Linked DNA regions of Anas platyrhynchos: region 1 is linked to region 2. Evidence: chromatin contacts called from public Hi-C data. All regions are on one chromosome and are shown on one strand. Each heading gives the region's core, a stretch centred on a gene start, on an enhancer-like site or on the middle of the called end of the contact. The rest is flanking DNA. Distances are from core to core; before and after follow the strand shown.

Region 1 (3,368 bases), core at 564-3,063, 140 kb after region 2:
ATGCATGAGCAGCAGGCTGACTCACGTCCAGACAAAACAAAGAGTTTTGAAACTTACTACTAAAAGTGAGGGTGGGGTTTTTATTTTAATGCCCTCAGTGTTCAGCTAACTGTCCAACAAGAACGCTATGTTTGGAAAGAAAAACATCTATTAAGGAAGATTTTACTGAAATCTACCTTGATTTTGAACTGGGATGGGGGAAGGGAGAAGGAGAGAATATCAGTGTCCTAGTTAAAACATCTGAAAATTAACCTCCCGTAATGAAAGCAGCGGCCAACGCGCAGCAGAGTTCTTCGCGCATTAATTGAGGTGTCATAGTTCGCTGGGTCTCCTTCACCCTCCCTCAGCTTCCATCTGGTCAGCCAGGAGCGCAGCCTTCTGCACATCTTTTTCCCCTCCTTGACTTCCCCTCCAGCCCCACCTCTGATCCTTCCCTTCAGACCACATTCAAGTTTTCTGCTCCCAAAAGCAGAAAACAACCCTGAGAGCTCTCACAGAGAAAACCCATCAGAGACCTGATGCAGAATTAGTCTGGCACCGTACTGAGACAATGGGGTCCCTCCTTCGCAAAAACCCATGCGTTACTCAGGCAGCTCGTTCTGCAAACAGCTCAGGATGGATTTGTTCTAAAATAAAATCTGCCTGCACTTTTTAAGCATCTATTCCTTTGCTCTCAGGTAATGGAAAACAAAGGAGTGGTGAAAAGGGAAGATATAAACTTTTAGAGTCCGACAAGAATCACACAGCAAGCTGAGATAAACACGGTTTCCTTGCGAGAGCAGACAGCTTCATAGGGATGTGAGACATAAATCACTATTAGGGTCCCAGAGAGAAAACCCCAGCCCTTGAACGATAACAGGCACCGAGCGTTTTTTTGCCTGGCTCAGCAGGTCAAGCAGCCCGCTGCCGACAGCTCCCCTGGAATCAGCTTTCAGGTTTAATTATTACTCGTGGGGATGACCGGTGCTGCTGGGGAGAGCGTCTCTGAGCCCGGACAGTGCAATAAGCAGCGGTTTCAGCGGGGCTGACAGCCTCCTGAGCACCAGCCCAAAGCCCAAAGCCTTCAGCGGGACGAAGCTCGGGCTGAGGTGTCAGCGCGACCTTCCCACAGCAGGCAGCGGGGGCTGCGGGGGGGCTGGAACCGAGCCCAGCACCCCCTGAAGGAGCTGGGGGAGGCTCGGGGGGAGCCCCCGGTACAACGGGCACCCCGGGAAGGTGCCACCTCGGGGTTATTTCTGCTCCACCCCATGCTCTGCTGACCTTCCCGCTAGGCCGAGAGGGTAGCGGGGAAAACGGAGGAAACTGCGCCCAGCCCCGAGGCCTCCCCCCTCACCCCTCAGGGCCTCCCCCCCCCCTCAGGCCCGCACCCCCCTCCCGGTGCCTCCGCCGGTGGACGCGGGCAGGGGCAGCCCCCACCTCATACTGGATGTACTGCTTCCGCCACTCGGGGGTGATGTGCGCCGCCAGGTGCTCGGCGAACTTCATCCTGCCGCCTCCTCCTCCTCCTCCTCAGTCGCTCCGAGCCTCCTCAGCGGCTCCTGGCCGCCACCGGGCCGCCGCCGCCGCCGCTACTGGGGGGCGGGGGGGGGCCGCCGCCGCCGCACATGGGCCCCCGCCCGCCCTCCCCGCCGCTCCTCAGGCCTCAGGAGCCGCCGCGGGACTTCCTCAGCTCGGCTGGGCTGGGCTGAGCTGGGCTCGGCTCTGCCCCGCTGGGCTCGGCTCAGCGCCGCCCCGCTGCTGCCGCTACCGCCGCTCCCTGCCCCGCTGCCGCCGCCACAGCCGCCGCCGCCATCTTGGCGCCCCTCCGCCCCGCCCCGCCCCGCCCCGCCCCGCCGCCGGCACGGCCGCGTCGCCACGGCAACCGCCCGCCGAGGGGCGGGGCTTAGCGCGAGGGGGCGGGGCTTGGAGCGGCCCCGCCTGCCGCTCGCCTCAGCGCTGGGACCGCCCCCAGGCGCGGGGCGGGAGGGGGGGTTTGGGGGGTTTTTGTCTCAAAAATTGGCCCTGGGGCTGTGTGGGAGCACGGAGCACGGCACCCAGGGGCCGTAGTGGCACCTCGCTGCTCCAACCCCTTCCCATGTGTACCACGACTCTCTCCGTGCTGTTTTGGCCAGGAAAAGATAAAAACACCAGCGTTATTCCCTATTTTTTCACTTTTTTTTCTGATTTTTTTTCGCTTTTTTTGCTTTTTTTCGTTTTTTTTTTTCTTTTTTTTTTTTTGCTTTTTTAAACCGACAAGGCGGGAGTGGGCTCTCCGCCAGCGCAGTCTGGCACTTGCTTTGTGGAGAGCATATAGAAGCGTTTATAAATAGCCTGTTTTTCTTCTCAAAATACATACTTTTAGAGATCCTGCATTGCTGGGGAGAACGAGTCTTCAAAAGAGGCCGGAGAAAAAGAGTACTTCAGAGGGCAAACCACCCGGCAGGACACCGGCTGGCCTCCCAAAAGCTTGGTTGGGCACAAGCCCCGCAGCCCCTAAGCATCACCATGGGCTTCCCACTGCCCCAAAACCCCAAAAAAGATCACAAAACGGAGTATTAGGGGGTTATGGAAATGGGATAGACAAATGTGAGCTACACAAAACGAAGAGCGGCCAGGTTCACATCCCAAAACAAATGTTTTTTCACACAGACATGTCAGGAGATGGGAAAGGAAATGGATGGGGCAGGAGGCTGAGCAAAGCAAGATGGAAACGGAGCTTTTTGATTATATTTTTTTAGCTTCACACCAAACAAAACACTGTCAGTCAAACAAAAATGAGATTTCTCCCGTTATTTGCAACCTCTGGACCACCGGGCGGCCAAGACATTGGCTGCTTCAGGGAGAAGCCATCGGGGCCATTTGTATGCACCGCGGTGCAGGAGCTTCCAGAAGGAGGGAATCAATGTTTTATTGATATCTACAAAAACTATATGGCAGCTGCACTAATTACATGCTTTTCTCCCAGATCCCCTTTGCTGCATGCGAACAAGAGGCCAGCCTGCAGGTAGAACCTGCGAGCACGGCACGCGTGCCTCCAGCCCTCCACCATCGACAGGCGTCTCCCATGGCACAACGAGGCAGCCTTAATTACCCCTTTTCTTTGTCTGCTGTGGAAAAAAAAAAAAAAGGAATGTAAGGAGGGCTTAGCTCGGAAGGTGGTTGCCATATCCCACACAGGCAGCTGAGCATTTTGGAGCCTGGAGGCCATGTCCTCACTGCCTCCGTCCCACCCCAAAGGCTCTGTGGTGCCTTGCACCTTCTCCCATGCCTGCTGCAGGTCGGGTGGGAGGATCAGGCCCTCCGTGCAGTTGCTCCTGAAAGAAAGGCAAGGAAAAACTGAGCGAAATCGAGCCGCAGGTGCTAGAGCGGGGAGAGCGTCATGGCCTCTC
Region 2 (3,330 bases), core at 679-3,178:
GGGGGTCCGAGCCCCTTCGCCCCATTTTGGCTGCCCCCGTGGGCATCCCCAGCTCTCAGCCTTGCACCCACCAAACCTCAGCTGCCAGAGCACTGGAAATTTGATAATTGCCACATAGGTGTGTTTTCACCCCAAATTTCTTCCCCCTTCCAGCCTACCCCCCTGCCCCAGCACAGCCCCCCCAGCCCAGCTCACCTGCCCGCCCCTCCCCGTATTTTTAGCCCTCGCCGCCGGGGTTTATCATTAGGCCAACGAGATTACGGCTCCTGCCTCCCCTAAGCCCTTAAGCACCTGCAGCAAATTTCTGCCCCGCTCCCCTCCCCTCTCCTCCCCTCCCCTCCCCCTGCAGGACCCCAAGCACCCGGCACAACGCCCAAACCCCCCCGAGCTGCCAGGGACCCACGAGGATCAAATCCAGCTGCTGGCTCCCCACGGGCCCCCCCAAATCCCAAACCAAGCCCCACATTTCACCAGCCCCCCCCCAGCACCGCGGGGCCCCCGGGGGAAGCTTTTGGGGCCGACCCACCTGCAGCCCTCGGCGTCCTGCAGCGAGACCCCCGAGTCCCAGTCCCCATCGCTCGCCAGCACCTCTGGGTTGGGAGGAGAGGGGAAGGTGTCAGTCAGAGCCCCCACCCCACTGAGCTCAGCACCCCGTTCTGGGGCCAATTCCCCAAATTTCAGCTCCTCAGGGATTGGGGCGGGGGTCCCTCAGCCCTGCTTTATTGGGGTAATTTCCCCCCTCCCGACCCTGACGCCTGCATTAGGGCCAGGAGCACGCGCCCCGGCCCGCTCGAAGCCAGCCCCACAGCCTCCCCCCACAGCCTCCCCCTGCCCCCGGAGAGGCGTCGAGGAGGATTTGCTCCCTCCCGGCCCCCCGGCACGCACCCTGCGCCGAGCCGGCCGCCGCCAGCCCCAGCACCTCCTGCAGCAGCCGCCGGTTCCTCTCCACCCTCTCGGCCAAGGAGAGCGGCTCCCAGCCCGCTGCCACCTCGCCGCCATCCGCTGCCGGGGGGGCACAGCCCCGGGACCCCTCCTTGGGGTGCTGCTGGCTGCTCCCCGACACCCTCCGGGTTCCCTGGGGGGGCTCCGGGGGCTCCCCGGCATCCAGCAGCCCGTCGGTCAGGTAGGTGCGGAGCTGAGCCCGCGGCTCCACCACCGTCGCATCCACCCCGGGCTTCCCCCTGCGGGGTCGGGGCTTTTTGGGCGAGGGGCGCTCGGGGGGAGCACCGGTGGTGGTGGTAGTGGGGGGGGTCCCCAGGCGGCTGGTGCCCCGCTTCTCCTTCAGCGCCTTCACCTTGCTCTCCAGGACGGCGTGGGGACCCCCCCGGGGGGGCTCCGGTGATGCCGGGGGTCTGGGGGCTCGCCCCGGCTCAAGGCGCCGGCCCCCCTCCATGTGCCCTGCGGGGAGAAAGAGCCTGAGAGGGCGGCCGGGGCACGGCTCTGCATCCAAAAGGGCACAGAAAGGAGGACACGGCCCCCAGGGAGCCGTGCGGGGGGAGCACCATCACCCGAACGCGATGCCAGCCCCATGGGAGCCCCAAAGCCCCCGCGGCACAAATCCCACTCGAGGCACCTTGCCAGCAGCTCGCCGTGCCCCCGCAGCCCCCCGGGCTCGCACCACTTGGCCTTGGGATCCCAGCGGCCCCCAGACGCTGCCACCCCCTGCACCCCCCAGGACAAGCCCCCAGCGTGGCCATGGGACCCCCCCGGGGCTCCCCGTGTCCCCCGGGTGAGCCGGACCCCGCTGCCACCCCCCGGGCACGGGGAGCATCGGGACGGGGCGAGTGGGGTCCCCGCAGAGCAGTGGCAGCGGGAGGCGAGGGCCGGGCTTACCCCCGAGCATCAGGAGAGGGCCGGGATAGAGGGAGGAGAAGGCGGAAGAGGGGAAGGAAGAAGGGGAGGAAATTAAAAAAAAGGAAAAAAAAAAAAAAAAAAAAGGCAAAGCAGCAAATCCCAGCCCCTTCAGCCCAGCCCCAGCTCCGCTGCTTGGCCGGCCCTGCCTCCTCCTCCTCCTCCTCCTCCTCCTCCTTCTCGCCAAGGCTCCCGGCCAAGCCCCACGCAGCCCCAGCTGCCGGAGCCCGTCCCCGGATAACCGATGGTCCCAAAGGGTGACGCCAAGCCCGGAGCAGTCACGGCCCTCAGGGACGTGGTGGCCCCACGGGGAGGAGAAACCCTACACCCGCACCCCGTGCCGAGGCCCGGGCACCTCATCCTTTGTTTGTCCAGCCTGGGAACGGAGAGCAGGGCTGGGATGCTCCTCACCCCCATCCAAACCCCGCGGTGCTGGAGCATCCCCTGTGAGCATCGCTCCTCTGCGGATGTGCTCCGAGGCCGAACCCCGCTCTGGCCCCGTATTAGCACCCCAAGAGGGCTCACCCTCCTTGCCGGAGCACCAAAACCCCATCCCCATCCCAGAGACGCCCCAAAAACCCACCCCAGGTGGGGCAGGAGCCGGCCCCGTTGGGCACCGCTTACCTGGAGGCAGCGGTGCCGCCGGCCCCACGGGGACCAAGGGGAGCTGCGGGGGCCATGGGCATCCCGGCCCCGCTCCCAGGCCGCCTCTTTAAGCCTCAGCTTTTGATATTCCTGATTGGTTTCATAATCCCGATCAAAAGGAAATGGCCGGGATTATGAAATTGTTTTAATCCCCCCGGCTCCCGCCAGCACGAGCGGCGAGAAATCGCGGTTATCTTCTTAAAACCTCCCCGCCACCCGCCCGGGGCATTTCATTTCCGCCGGCGGCCCTGCCCCTGCCCTGCAAATCTCCTCGGGGCCAAAAACGAACCCCGGGGCTCCGCGTCCCTGCCCTGCCAAGCTCCTGGGGGCCAAAAGCGAGCCCCAGGGCTCCGCGTCCCCGCGCCAGGGCGCACAGAGGGGTGAGACACGAGGCGTCAGACCGTTGGAAAACAAAGAGCTTGTAATAAGGGAAAAAAAAGGACAGATTTCGTAACCAATCACTTTTTCCTTTTAAAAACACAATCACAGTAACTTTGCTTTGATACAACCACCTAGGAACTATGAAACAGTATCACATTGTGCATTATTATTTTTTTTTTTTAAACCTACTTATCAAGAAGGGTATTCCACACTCCAAAAAAATGATATCCATTTGGGAAGGAAAGAGGAGACAGCTAACAGCGCAGTCACAGATACATCATGAGTCCAAGCAAGCGGCAATTTCTTTGTCCTCACCTTTTCCACTTAGCCAAAAAGAAGAGTGGAGAAGGGGATAGCGAAAGAGAAAGGAGGAAAGAAAGAAAGCACCCACAGAGGACTAATCACACTCCATAATTACTTTGGACATCTACAGGTCAGGGCTTCAGAGAGTAA

The links. Hi-C and Micro-C count contacts between places; a contact is called where the count stands out from the background.
Region 1: a contact with region 2 is called in a Hi-C map of subcutaneous adipose tissue, with 4 times the contacts expected there. The contact joins the promoter of XPR1 here to the promoter of KIAA1614 in region 2. A contact is called at or near these places in 6 of 8 Hi-C or Micro-C datasets (F1 follicle, F5 follicle, liver and 2 more).

The regions. Positions count from the first base shown.
Region 1 is chr8:18,461,193-18,464,560 of IASCAAS_PekinDuck_T2T, forward strand. It overlaps XPR1 (xenotropic and polytropic retrovirus receptor 1), which reads right to left and starts at 1,814. Exons shown (of 15, transcript XM_027462506.3): 1 at 1,417-1,814. The coding sequence starts at 1,485.
Region 2 is chr8:18,325,621-18,328,950 of IASCAAS_PekinDuck_T2T, forward strand. KIAA1614 (KIAA1614 ortholog) reads right to left here and starts at 1,929. Exons shown (of 10, transcript XM_072041875.1): 1 at 1,834-1,929; 2 at 886-1,398; 3 at 527-590. The coding sequence starts at 1,843. It overlaps XPR1 (xenotropic and polytropic retrovirus receptor 1), which reads right to left. Exons shown (of 15, transcript XM_027462506.3): 15 at 2,895-3,330.